2 separate regions of the Danio rerio genome follow, and region 2 is linked to region 1. A link is a contact called in public HiChIP or PLAC-seq data. All regions are on one chromosome and are shown on one strand. Each heading gives the region's core, a stretch centred on a gene start, on an enhancer-like site or on the middle of the called end of the contact. The rest is flanking DNA. Distances are from core to core; before and after follow the strand shown.

Region 1 (7,679 bases), core at 535-3,034:
CTCAAAAATGGAGTTTGCTGTTTGTTCAAACTACTTATTTAAAATGAGCTGAAAAACAATTATTCAGTTTTTGGAGGATAACTTTGTTCAATTCACATAAATTTGTAAAAACGAGTAAGTGACTTAATTATTTTGAGTTGCCCCAACACAAGTCAATTGCTTGTAACCTAGCAAGGATTTGCTCATGGGTTTTATTTACCTACAATTGGTTGAAATAACACAAATAAAATAAGTTTAACACAATTCAAATAGGTTAAAATAACTCAAAACAAATAGGTTGAAAAGTTTTCCTTAATTTATTTACACACTCTAAAACACCACAGTCAGCTCTATCAAATGAAATGAGTGTAATTAATTTGGAATTAATTGCACTCAGTTTTGAACTCAGTGTTAGAGGTATAAAGTTAATTAAATACCTTATTACTTCAACCTAAATGGAGTAAGTTCACAGTACTCGTATAGATTAGTTTTTAACCCAAACGGTTTGTAGCAATCAGTTTCCTCAAACAGTTTGAGTTGCCTTAACTTATTGGGTTTTACAGTACTCAGTTGGTTTGAGTTCTCTTCATTTATTGGGTTTTACTGTACTCAAAATGCTTTGTTTACTCAAATGGATTAAGTTCACAGTACTCATTAGGATTAGTTTTTGAACTGAAATGGTTTGTTGCAAACGGTTTCCTTAAATAGTTTGAGTTACCTTAATTTATTAAGTTACAGTACAGAACAAAGAAACTCAAGTTTGGAACAAGTGAAGGATGCGTAATTGTTGACAGAATTTTTTTATTTTTTTTTAACTTTTTTTTTGAAGGGTGAACTATGCTTTTAAGTATGCATCTAACTTATCTAGACTAATCTGGACAAATACAAGGCAATTCATAATGATTCTAGCCTTTTCCCCTCATAGTTCAATCACTGCCTTTTCTCTTCTAGCAGGACAAGGGATGTTCTTGTAATCGAATTCCCTCAGGATCAAGTCTATTCATAATCGAATTCCACAAAGATGCCCTCTAGATTACATCAGGCATTTGATTCATTCAAAAAGGCACCTGTTATTCATGAGAGATGAATTCAGAAACTAGAGAAGCAGACTCTCTTGACAGTATCAGAGACACTACTGTATAATGCACACAAAGCATCCAGTGTACAAATTCAGTTTAGGGGGCACTAATGAGATTGCAGCCAGAGACAACTAATTAATGGACTGGTAACAGAGCAAAATCATAATTATAAAAGCCACAGCCATTAAAAAAATTAAGATAAAGAAAAAATTAAGAATGAATTCAAATAGACTGACTCTTGAGCAAAGTAGAATTAGACCACAAAGTATATGTTAAAATTGCTAATGTTAAACTGCCAACTTAAAGCCATGACCCAGCACAAAAAACAAATCGCACTCATTAACCTCAAATTCTAATCTGGCTAGTATCCTCATATAAACAAGCCTCAAAACATCAATTTCATTTACGTCACAGCAGAACTTGAAATAGATCTGAGCGGATATGCAACACTTCAATCAGAAAACACTGAATTGACATGCAAGAAACTTTGATAAAGCATTAAAAAGACAATTATTCAGCAAAGCTCATGGATATTTCATAATCAAATGTCTAAATGGTTCCTTACCTCTCCATAGGCAGCATGTGGTGGTAAAATAAAGAGTATATTCCCAAATTCCCATCTTCCTATTTAGATTAAATTGCAGAAATTAATAGAAAAGCTGGTGTGGTGATATAGGTCTTGGTGTTATGAAGAGTCTCTCTCAGCATCCCACGGGCAGAAGGGAATACAGTCTCATGCAGCAGCATCAACAAAAGGCATGAAACCCTGCCCCCCCTCTCTCTCGCTCTCTTTCCCTCTCTCTCCACTCTCACTTTTATGGTTTATCTTGCTACCATTGATATATTGCTTTTAAATTAATTTTACTCTAGCACAACGTCCGAAAGGAATGCTAATGGTTTTTCCAATGTGATGTGGATGACTGGTAAAGGATTTCAATAGCAATCAAGTCATAAAAGGAATAAATTAAAACTAAAAATACATTCAAAAAGAAATTTAGCATATTGATTATCATCTTAGTGTGCCAAATGTATACCAGAAATTTGTTCTTTCTCCTAGGACTGAACTAAGTAAAAAAAAATCCTATGTGGAATGGGGATAGTTCACCCAAAAATGAAAATACTAAGCGTTTACTCACTCTCATGTGGTTTCAAACCTTTATGTATTTCTTTCTTCTGCTAAACTTTAAGATATTTTAAAGAAAGAAGAAAACCTCTAACCGTAGACTTCCTATAAATACTATGGAAGTCAATGGTTACAGGTTCCCAATATTTTTCACAGTAACTTATTTTGTGTTTAAACGAGAAAAAATACATTTAAACAGGTTTGAAACAGGCAAAATGTGAGTGAATAATCATAGAGTTTTAATTTTGGGTGAACTATACCTTTAATTTAGTACAGTGTCTGAACTTTAGTTTTTCATTAATGCTTACAAACACTAATTATAGTTATGCATGACTTTGATCGTGGTTATCCAATTAATACTTTTCCTGGCAACTTCAGTGCAACAGTGTTTCATCCTTTAGGCATTATGCTTTGACTTCCTTCCCCATGCTGCATGATTTGGGTGGGAGATATAGGAGGAGAGACTTGGCAAATGCCCCACTGCACTGAGCATCCAGCCAGATAGATTCAGCTCTGCAACTTGCTGCTCAGCACATTGCGAAACAGATGTCTTAAAGGTGCACTCCGTTCTTTTTTTTTATGGTTGTTTATTGGTTGTTTGTTTTTTTTGCTCACGGAGATTAGTCATACAGTATAAATAGACATGAATTAAGGTTTTAAAATAATGGTGATAAAATATTTTCATGTAGCAGGGGTTTGTTCTTCGTACCTCACTTAGTGATGTTTTATAAACAAATTTCGGGAGGAGCACGATCCGTATTTGACGAGGCTAATTCATCACAATCATTCTATTATCCAATCAGCTCAAGACCAAACCCCTACAAATAGTTAAAGACGTCATACCTCCATTTTCTCTTGACTTTAGCATCCCTTCACCACCCCAACTCCACATTATTAAACCTGATACCTATTTAAATCTGAGGGAGGAGTGTTCTGAAGCCGGGCTAGACACTGCGCTCAGACCCTATCTCTCTCTATCCTGATAAGAGGAATACCACAAGTTAGGGTGTCTTCCGAGCTCAGAGCCCTCTCCCCGGACAGCTTGCCGAATACTTATATTTTATTTAGTCAAATGTCTGTGTGTGAACCCATGAAACCAGTCTACATTACTTTGGCAGATCCTGGGTCTTTTAATCAAGATAACTGGCGCAAATTCAAACTAAAATTTGTGTGCAATATTTTTCTGTTGTGTCATGGGTTAAATGCAATGTTTCCTGAAAACTGTGTGCAAGGGTGAACATGGTAGTTTGAGATATGTATTGTTTTGTTTGGTGGGTATTTCTAAAAATCCAGACCGATTGGCAGTAAAATGAGTATAAACAAAGTCCCTTTAAGGCAAGCCATTTTACTCCGTGGCCATTTTTAAAACATCTACTGTATACTGAGCTAATATAGTGAATTAACCATCTCTTTTTTTCATCAATAACACAAAACAAGATTGGCAAATGGCCAACAAAATGGGTCTAAGATGATATAAGCCAATTAAAGCTTTTGGAAGACTTTTTTTGTCTTAAGAATTCTAAGCAAATCCACACGATGAAGTTTTTTTTTTTTTATATGAGCGTTAAGGCAGGTTTGGGAATATAAAACAAATTTCAAGCACAAAGGTAATAAAATGCTTAACATAAAAGTGAAAAAGAAAATACATGGTTTTAAAAGAACATATTGTTCGACGTTGTTCCATTTAAAAATATTGTGCAAAATTTAGTTAGTGATACTCAATAACATTCCACACTTATTGTAGGCTGTTTGTGCAGGCTTTACACTTTTATGTGTACTGACGTAAAGTAATTTCTGGGGATCTTCATCAGACACTAAACCTCACAGATGCCAAAACTTGAAATACTTGTCCTCACAAGGAAAGCAGGCATAGGAGCCTGATGCTGAAAGATCAGTGTAAATCCATGCCTAAATATGGCCAGGGTCATTCTAGAACAGGCAGAGAAGTGAGTGGATGAAACTCTGGAGGATCCAACTCAGAAGAGTAGAGTTGATGTTGCATCTGCTTTTATAGTCCTGTATAATAAGATAGAGAGATGATGAGTCTGTTAAATCATCTCGCCCTGTGTACAGTAGATTTTCCAGACCAGTTTTGGGAAAGTAATTTTTAAATGAAATATATTATGTTACTTCTTTTTAAAAAGTAACAAAATTTTACTTTTTAAAGACAGTAGTGGTCTACACAACTTTTGCATTACTTTATATTTTATTTAGGCTAGGCTGGCTTGTTTTAAAAAAAAAAATAAATTATGTATATTTATTACATATTATATATATTTATATATATAATTTTTTTTTTAATTCATTAATTTTATGTACAAAAAACAAAACTTTCTGAATCCCATGAAAAATATAAAGTAACATATTGTTTTGCAAATGAAAAAGTAATGTGTTACATCATTAGTTACTTAAGCTGCACCAGATTACAACATTGAACTAAGGTCGTACTCACACTCTGTACAGTTGCCTCGAACCGGGCCAAAGCACGCTTGTACCCCCTCCCATCTCCCCCGACGGCCCGCACTCACACTGCAATCGGGCCTGGGGACCCTTACGTCATCGATGCTGCGCTGTTCAGTGAGTGTTCTCGCTCAGCACAGAGGAGATTTCTCTAGTTACATAGTTTCAGTCGTTTAATATGCAGTGACATGCCATCAAATATTTCGCCAAACAGTCCTTAGGGATGCGGTGACATGCAGTCAGATATTTCGCCGAACAAATCCGCCACTTTTGGCGATCATAAACGATCATAAAGCTCTCATGCTGCAAGAATGAGGAGGTTTGCTGAAGGTGCGCAGCTGTCGTGCAGTGAGGGGTTTCCTTCTTTAATAAACTCAGGCAGTTTGCGTTCATTGAACAGTAAGAATGATTAATAAATGCATATGAAACAGCCCCTTAAAGTCACGTCTCTCTTTCAGTTTCGGGCAGTTTCGGGCACGTTTTTCACTCACACTACAAGCGTACCGCGCCAAAGCCCAAGTGAACCGCGCTCAGGCCCACCTCTTCCAAATGAGCCAGGGCCAGCCAAGTGAACAGTGCCTGAGCCCGATTTAGCATACTCACACGTCTAAAACGATCCGGGAAACGTGCCTGGGCACGGTTCAGATAGCATAGTGTGAGTAGGCCCTAAAACTGTTCAGGTCTAGGGTGCCACTTTTCTAATGCCAGCTTGACATCAGCTCTGGTGTCAATATTGAGAATAAGGCACATGGGCCAAGAGATGAATGAATCACATCTGCAGCTTAACTGCGTTGAATGATGTGGTAGACCACTATGGTAAGAACAGGTCTGGTGGCATATGGAATGACTTGGAGGCAGAAACTCTAACAGAGCTGAAAGGAGACATAAGATACAATTTAATTACACATAAATAAATGTGTTGCCGTGTAAGTCCTTATGAGTTTTGTTTGTATTCATTATGACAATCTATCTATATGCACATAACTTTAGCAAACCTGTTCCTATAATGATTAAAGGGTTTCTAGTAAGACACCCCACAATTTGAATCTCTGTTTTAGGTTCTCGCCAAGCAGAGAGAAATTAGACTAAAAGTACAAAGTGTGGCCTTGCACCACTCCTTCGAGGTGGAAAAGATGTACCGCAGTACTAGCACCGCATTTATTTATTGTACCTCTCCCACACAAAAAGAAGTAAATACGTTTTTTCCTCATCTCGTCATGCTGAATCAATTCTCAGCAGAGACAGATGGCCGAAGCTCATTACACACCAAATATCTGCATGAAATCTACAGCCTAGATCCAACTCTATTCTTTATGATTTCACACCTGAACCCACTCACATCCCCATCATCAACAGACTGTCATATCTCACTTGCGTGTCACCATTTCAGCAATTACACAGCATCCTAAACCTGTTTCTCTGAGCATATCTGAAAGATGATTAAAGCATACAATTGAATCACTGTACATGACAATTAGCCTGAACAGCACCTTCCCTAACTATATATATATATATATATATATATATATATATATATATATATATATATATATATATATATACACACACATACACACACACACACACACACACATTTATACATATAGTATATACGTATGTATACATACAGCTAGTGTGTGCTGTGCATGTAAATCTCACTCCTCTGACCTCTAAAGGTGCTTTAGCGACAGATGCTAGAGGCTATGGTCTTTAGCCTCCTTGGTAGAGCAACCGACTCCCATGCGGAAGGTTACCAGTTCGAAATCAGCTCGGAGCAGATTGGGTGGCGTAGGACTGACGGGCTTAAATGAATACTCACACACACACATATATATATATATATATATATATATATATATATATATATATATATATATATTGATTGATTCATTCATTTTTCTTTTGACTCTTGCGGCGAGCTGAAACTAGCAAACAACAATTGCGCCGCGCCACATTGCGCCTTGTGTATGATAGGGCCCACTGTATGCATTGGTAGTACATACACTGAGCTGGTTTCCCAGAAGTTGCTGACTGCTGACAAGCAAATATTTGTTGAAAATTAGGCTTATCAGCAAAACAGAGGCCTGCTGTATAAGACTGAATGGCTTTAGATGTAGTAGATGTACATTATCCTGCTTATTACATGGCTTCTTTCCACAAAACGAAACAATTAGACACAAAACATTGATCTGAGCTCACTCACTTTCCTTTGGCTTATTCCCTGCTTTATCAGGAGTCGCCAATTACTCTGGCATATATTTTACATAGAGAATACCCTTTCTGCTGCAACACAGGGTTTATGAGTGTACAACCTCAAGTGCTGGAAAACACACACATACTCTCCTATTCACACACTATGGTCAATGTTAGTTTGTCCATATACCTATATTGCATGTGTACTGGTGGGGAAACCAGAGCACCTAGAAGAAACCCACACAAACACGGAGAGAATAAACAAACTCCACACAGAAAGGCCTCCTGGCCCAGCTAGTATTCGAACCAGTGACTTTCTTGCTCTGAGGCATCCAAGCTAACCGCTTAGCCACAGCACCAACCCATTGATTTAAGCTGTAAAATATAATTAAATCTTTAAATAATTGTAAAGCTTTATTAAGTATGATGGCACCAAAGAGAGGCATGATAGATAAACATTTAAATATGGATATTAACCTTTTTACTGGTGATCAAGATAATTCAAAGTAACCAGTTGAGCCTGTGCTATTAGCTTCACTGGTTGTTATTGGATGTGTCATTGGAAAAAAAGAGCAGCAGTGATATAGGCTGTGCAATATGGCTCACAGAGAATTCACTGCTCAAACACAGACTCGTTATGATGAACACTGAGAAAAGTGCAGATGCAAATGCATGAATAACATTCAACATTTAACATTCTGCTTAACCTGTAATAATTTAATTTATTTTATTTCTCTTAAGTTAATTTTTTTAAAGTAGTTTATTCATTTAAGCTACTTTATTATTTTTCCACATGTTAAAAATGTAATACCAACAGTTAAGGGTGCTACCTTTATCTGTCTATA
Region 2 (6,990 bases), core at 141-2,640, 550 kb after region 1:
AAAGAAGCCAAGGTACATGCATAGAATCACTCACCAACATGCCGTAACATTCATTATTGATTTAAAAAAATATATGAATTTACATATTTTATCAGCGTTGCACATCTGTTAATTCCCCGAAAACAAATTGACAGTGATTCCAACAATATTGTTCCTCTACATATTTTTTCCCAAATACTGAAAATTTTCATAAAAGTCATGAATAAAGTCAAACTACAGGAACCACCTGTTACAAGCCAAATGTAAATTTTTAGTGAGGCAATTAATAAAATCTAACACGTTTAATTGATAAAGAATCACCAACGCATTACATGTTCATAATTCAGGGCCTACAAATCAAATGTAACGAGTAGTTACATGGACACTTACATTTAAGCAAACGCTTAAAAAAAAAAAAAAAAAAAAAAAAGAAGCCTGGAAAATAAATATTAGCCTACATACTTATCTCAACCTCATGTTAAGCCAATGTGCATGCCTTTTTTTCAGCAAAAACCCAAACAGATTACAACCACAAATAAATGCAATGACGAGTGAATGCCAAGGATGTTATTCAGATCCCTGTGCTCGACAGAACAATCAAACCTGATCAAATTTGAATGTATAAGTGAACAAGCCCTTGAAATCTTTCAGACCTCAGATGTGTCTGTGATTGACCCCCAGACAAAAGCATTTTTAAATAATAGGAAACATTAAACAACATTAAAACCAAGATATTGTGAATTAAAGCCTGTTTAAACATTAAACAACCCCTACTCCTGTATATTAAAAACAAGGACATAAACGTAAATAAAAAAACACACTAAATAAATAAATAAATAATGCCTCCTCACGACATTGAATGAGCTTTCCTCCTGCGGGCCAGAATGTTCAATGTTTTTTTCATCCCTGAACAGGAAGGAGGAAGACGATATTTCACAAACCACCTGCCAGCTGTCTATAGCACCAATATATCAAACTGCTTTCTTGATAATCGATCGAGCTAGCCGGTTATCGATGGATATCACATCCAAACAGCGGACAGAGACGTGAAGTTCTCCGTTTTCTGTCGCGAACACGAGCCACAGGGCAAGTCGTGATGCGCAGTTATTGTTCAAACACTGACCCCAGATCACAGCCTCAATCGATCAGTCAAGACTAGCATTAATTACGAGCAGGATTAGCCGTCTACAAGTACTGGAGCTAACAGCCCTGACAAACACCTTTAGCTCGTTAGCTATAGCAGCCTTATTTCTTTCACTCACTTCCACGATGAACTTCGCCGGGGGCTTCGAGGGGGGGAGGATGAATACTGAGATACCAGCGTCTGGAGATTGTGTGACACCTTTTCTCAATAAATTCAGTGGTGATATCCCGCTACCCGCTTTTCCTCCTTTCTTTAGTGTTCCTGCAAGTAACGTGAACCTTTCGCTGTCGCCAATGACTTCCGCTCTCGGACTCTAAGGAGATTTCAAAACAAAAGTCCCTGTACTATACTGGGGTTACGCATTTTGAACGCTGTAACCTTTACAGCTGGTATGACATTTGTGAAAGTATTTATATAAAACGGTATACCGGGTTGTTGGACATATGCTGAAGTATTTGTGCTGTATTAAATAAAACAGTATTTATTTATTTATTTATTTACGCAATGTAAAAAATATGCTAACAGGATGAAAACCTACAAGTTAGCATTCAACTAACGATAACGTAAAATAAAAATTTAATCACTTTTAATTACACTTATAATGTTCCAAACCTTAATGTTTCTTTCATCTATTGAACACAAACAAATTTTGAGGAAAGCTGAAACCCTGTAACCATTGAGATACATAGTGTTACATATGTTTACATAAGTTTCTTTCCTCAAAATATCTTCTTTTGTGTTTATACAAAATGGTAAACCGGATTGTTGGACATATGCTGAAGTATTTGTGCTGTTTTAAATAAAAAAAAGGTTTTTATTTATGTCAAAAAAAATTAATTTAAAAAAACTACAAGTTCGCCATTTAAGCTACGATAACGTAAAACAAAAATGTAATTACTTTTAATCACCCTCATGTGGTTCCATACCTTTATGTTTCTTTCATCTACTGAACACAAACGAATAAATTTTGAGGAAAGCTTAAAACCTGTAACCATTGACATACATTAAATATATAAACATATGTTTACAAGTTTTCTCAAAATTTCTTCTTTTGTGTTTATATGGTATACCGGATTGTTGGACATACATACTAATTATACACTACTAATATTTTTGCTTCAATATATAAAGCAGTTTTTATTTATTCACACAATGTCAATAATATGCTAACAGGATGAAAACCCACAAGTTAGCCATTTACTCCAACTAAGGATAACATTAATTCAACCTAAAATGAAAATAATCTGTTTTTAATTACCCTCATGTGGCTTCAAACCTGTTGTTTGAACACAAACTAATACATTTTGGGGAAAGCTGAAAATCTGTAACCATTGATATCCATACTGAAGTCAATGTTTTTTCCCTCAAAATATCTTTTTTTTTCTTTCTGTTGAACAGAAGAAACAAACATATTTGAAGGAAGTGAAGGGCAAGTAGGCCTAAATGATGACAGAATTTTCATTATGAATCACTGCTTTAAGAGCTCAAATGAAATTTGATAATATAATTTCTGCAATTGTCTGAAAGAATGTAACTTGAGGCAAACCTTCATGACAAATCACAATATAGCCTAACTCATAACGTTTAAATAAACCATCATTTGTTTTTTAGCCATTCTGATTTAGGACCTGCATGGAAAATAATCCAAAATAAAAACATATTATATGACCTGCTGAAAAAAAAGTAGCTAACTTAGACTGGTTTAAGCTGGTTGACCAGCCTGGTTTTAGAGTGCGTTTGGCCATTTCCAGGCTGGTATCCAGCCATTTCCAGCCTGATCTATAGATGGTCAGACTAGGAAATGACCAGCTAAAACCTAGCCAGGCTAGTCAAGCTGGTTTTAGCTGATCATTTTCCAGCCTGACCAGCTAAAACCAGCCAACCAGCCTTGTTTAAGCTTTTTTTCCCCCGTAGGGTAGTAAATAAACACTGTTTTCAGGACAAATAAAGAAACAGCATGTTCACTCGTAAAAATTACCACTATCTTCTTAAATTAATTTAGTAATCTTTTTTACATTAATAGGGTATTTCTGTTACACTAGTTGAAAAAATGGGCGACGCAGTGACGCAGTAGGTAGTGCTGTCGCCTCACAGCAACAAGGTTGCTGGTTTGAGCCTCGGCTGGGTCAGTTGGCGTTTCTGTGTGGAGTTTGCATGTTCTCCCAGCGTTCTTCCGGGTGTTCCGGTTTCCCCCACAGTTCAAAAACATACGGTACAGGTGAATTGGGTAGGCTAAGTTGTCCGTAGTGTACGAGTGTAAATGAATGTTTATGTTTCCTAGAGATGGGTTGCAGCTGGAAGGGCATCCATTGCCTAAAACACACACTGGATAAGTTGGCGGTTCATTCCACTGTGGCGACCCAAGATTATTAAGGGAACTAAGCTGAAAAACGAAAATGAATTAATGAATGAATTGACAAAATGACATTATCTCATCTATATTTTGACACTGCATTTAAACTAATGTTAGCTGAAACATTAAAGCAGAAGTGTTTGTACAAGTTTGTACATATTGTAAATGGAGGCTTTATCAAATCATTTGCCATTTTTATTTAATGCAGGGCATTTAATTAGGATATCTTGTCTTTACTCAAGTACAATTAATTATTATTAAATTGTTTTAATTAACGTAACATTTAAAGAATGGAAGCTTTTCTAAGCAACTTTTCTCTTGTTGTGAGCAGCACTGTTTTGCTGTATTTATCGATTAAACAAATTAACATAATAAGTAAATGAAGAGACCAAGATTTAACAGACTTTTATTGGTGATTAACACAAGCTGCTCTACAGAATTATATTGTTGTGTGTAGCACCCCCTGCTGGTTTGTTTTGAATTTTAAATAAAGCAACACATGTAATGACAACGTTTATTTAAAACTTGCAGTGCCAAAGGTTAGTTGTTAATTAATGTAGTATTTTAACACCAAGTTGAACATAATTATTTGCTATTCATTTTTATACCTTGGACAATATGTTTTTTTTTTAGTCTTGTATTGATTTTTAATCTTATTCATTCATTCAATTATTCATTTATTCATTCATTTGTTCATATAAACCTTCATTTATATAGAGGCTAGGCATTATAGGTTGTTTACTGTTTAATTTATATAATTTTATTATTTGTAATCATTTATATAACGTGTTGAAGTTTGTAAGGGAACTAATAGTTAAAATTTAGATATAGATAATTGCTAAATTAAGGTAAATAATACATCTATCTATCTATCTATCTATCTATCTATCTATCTATCTATCTATCTATCTATCTATCTATCTATCTATCTATCTATCTATCTATCTATCTATCTGTCCGTCCTTTCGTCCGTCCTTCCACCCATCCATCCATCCATCCATCCATCCGTCTATCTATATAAATTTAAATATATGGGACGCTGAATAAACAACAGAACAACAGGCATCTTCCAAAGCTAAATGACATTAAAGGGATAGTACCAAAAATAAAGATAAAATTTACTCTATGAAGATAAAATTTACTCACCATTTACTCATCCTCCAGGGGTTCTAAACCCTCATGAGTTTATTTTATCTGTTGAGCAAAAAAGACAATACTTTGAAGAAAGCTGAAAACCTGTAACCATTGACTTCCATAGTAGGAAAAACAAACCAAAGTCAATGGTTACAGGTTTTCATATTTCTTTAAAAAAATTTCTTTAGTGTTCAACAGAAAAAAAGTCAAATGTGTTTTAGTGTTGTCGGGGAGCTTTACGCTCTGTTTTTGATGAAAATTTATTGAATAATTTATTTGTTTTCTTTCAAATGTTTTTTATTTGTTATAAAATTCATCTATTACAGGCATTTTGATTTGCCAGGGAAGGAAAATATTCATATTTGTGTATATTAAATCATCAATTACAAAAAAAAAATCATTCTCTCAATAATTATTGCCTTAATGACGTATTATTATTTAAATTTATATTAAAATGTATGGGGCGTCACGGTGGCGCAGTGGGTAGCACGATCGCCTCACAGCAAGATTGCCACTGGTTTGAGCCCCGGCTGCTTCAGTTGACATTTCTGTGTGGAGTTTGCATGTTCTCCCCGTGTTAGCGTGGGTTTCCTCTGGGTGCTGTGGTTTCTCCCACAGTCCAAAGACATGTGCTGTAGATGAATTGAATAAGCTGAATTGTCCGTAGTGTACGTGTGTGAATGCAAGAGTGTGTGAGTGTTTCCCAGTGTTGGGTTGCAACTGGAAGGGCATTTCCTGCTTAAAACATATCCTGCATAAGTTGGCAGTTCATTCCTCTTTGAATCAACCCCTGGTTAATAAAGGGACTAATCCGAAAAGAAAATGAATGAATGAATGAATAAAAAATATGTGATGCTGAATAAACAATAGACATCTTTCAAAGCTAAATGACATTAAAGGGATAGTACTTTACAGAAATGTAATCTTCCTCAAGTGCTTCCAAACCATTATGAGTTACTTTATTCTGTTAAACACAAAAGAAGACACTTCGAAGAAAGCTGAAAACTTTGACTTCCATAGAAGGGCAAACAAATCAAAGTCAATGGTTACAGGTTTCAAGTTTTCTTGAAATATTTTCTATAGTGTTCAAAAACATGTTTGGAACAAGTAAAAGGTGAGAAGATTTCAGTTTTGGGTGAACAGTTATCCAGATTTTATAACAGAAAAATCTAAACAATATATCCCACAGATGGCGCTGTTGTTTATATTAAAAATTGAGTGGCGGTCACACTCTCAAATATTAAATTATTTTATCGTAATACTTCAACAATCACACTTTAATGGCACAATGTTCACTTAGGACCCAAAAATGGATGTGTATAAATCCATACAAGTACAAAAACGAAACTATTCCGCCGCTTGTTCTCGAAAGGGTTAACTCTTGTAATTGGATCAATGGACATAATGCGAAGCCCCAGCATCTAATTTCATCCTCGAAGGACTCCTCATACACGCCTGCAACTTCTGGAATAAACGCGATGGTTTCCTGTTGACCATGGGCCTGTTTTCCAAAAACAACCTGTTGAAAAGTGTTTCTCCGTGATCCTGCCTCCTGGTAAATGTTTACGGGAGATATTATTTCGTCGCTCGGTTGCCATGGCAGGACGGGACGGTGTCTGAGCGGTGTCAACTTTATTCACATGGGCGCTTTTCTCGCTCTGAACGCGGTCTGCATGTCAATGTGCCGGAGATAAACCGCTTTTCACAACGCACAGAGAGTTTGACGACGCGGGACAAGACTAGCTAACTGTTTTTCCCCTTTGGATACGATCAAAACAACAAAGTAAGTCGATGTTTCAATCGGTTACGTTATCTCGATGGCTGTTAACGTTAAGCTGGTGCGTGTTTGCCTCTAGTTTGTATGTGAATGGTTTCATTTGTATAACATGAGAGCACAATAAAGGGGACAAACGTGTTTAGCAGTATGTTTTGTAACGTGTTTATCTAACAAAATATGTGTATGCCTGTTGTGTGCCATCCGAAGTTCGTCCGACATCCGTTTCCTTTGACACTCCAGGCATAGAAATCCCTTGAAATTTGATGAGGTTTCACTCTTTGCTATTTGAAGAAAGGGAGCTCATGTCTGCAGACTCACAATATTACTTGTATTCTAACTGAAACATACATTTGTGGTCCGTTAAAGATGGGTCACAACATGGTAAATTAGACAAAACATAACAAAAAACCGTAAAAATACTCTTGAGAAAACCCACGTTCATTTCCAACACACTTTGAACTATGATTTATATCATATTATGTTTATTTTTCTTCAAATTTCTAATAAAATTTTTGCATCCTTTAGATACTAGTTCAAAAATATTTAAACTTTTATTAATATAGCTATGTATTCATCATGCATACTACTTATATGCATAATGCA

What was found. HiChIP or PLAC-seq counts read pairs in DNA pulled down with a chosen protein or histone mark.
Region 2: an H3K4me3 HiChIP or PLAC-seq map of embryo shows a contact between it and region 1, with 7 times the contacts expected there. The contact joins the promoter of csnk1g1 here to the promoter of chrna7a in region 1. A contact is called at or near these places in 1 of 18 Hi-C or Micro-C datasets (caudal fin) and 1 of 4 datasets of contacts at active chromatin or transcription factors (embryo).

What each region holds. Positions count from the first base shown.
Region 1 is chr7:68,621,990-68,629,668 of GRCz12tu, forward strand. chrna7a (cholinergic receptor, nicotinic, alpha 7a (neuronal)) reads right to left here and starts at 1,785. Exons shown (of 10, transcript NM_201219.2): 1 at 1,624-1,785. The coding sequence starts at 1,678.
Region 2 is chr7:69,171,170-69,178,159 of GRCz12tu, forward strand. csnk1g1 (casein kinase 1, gamma 1) reads right to left here and starts at 1,391. Exons shown (of 12, transcript NM_001008635.1): 1 at 1,242-1,391. It overlaps pacsin3 (protein kinase C and casein kinase substrate in neurons 3), which reads left to right and starts at 6,249. Exons shown (of 11, transcript NM_200989.1): 1 at 6,249-6,393.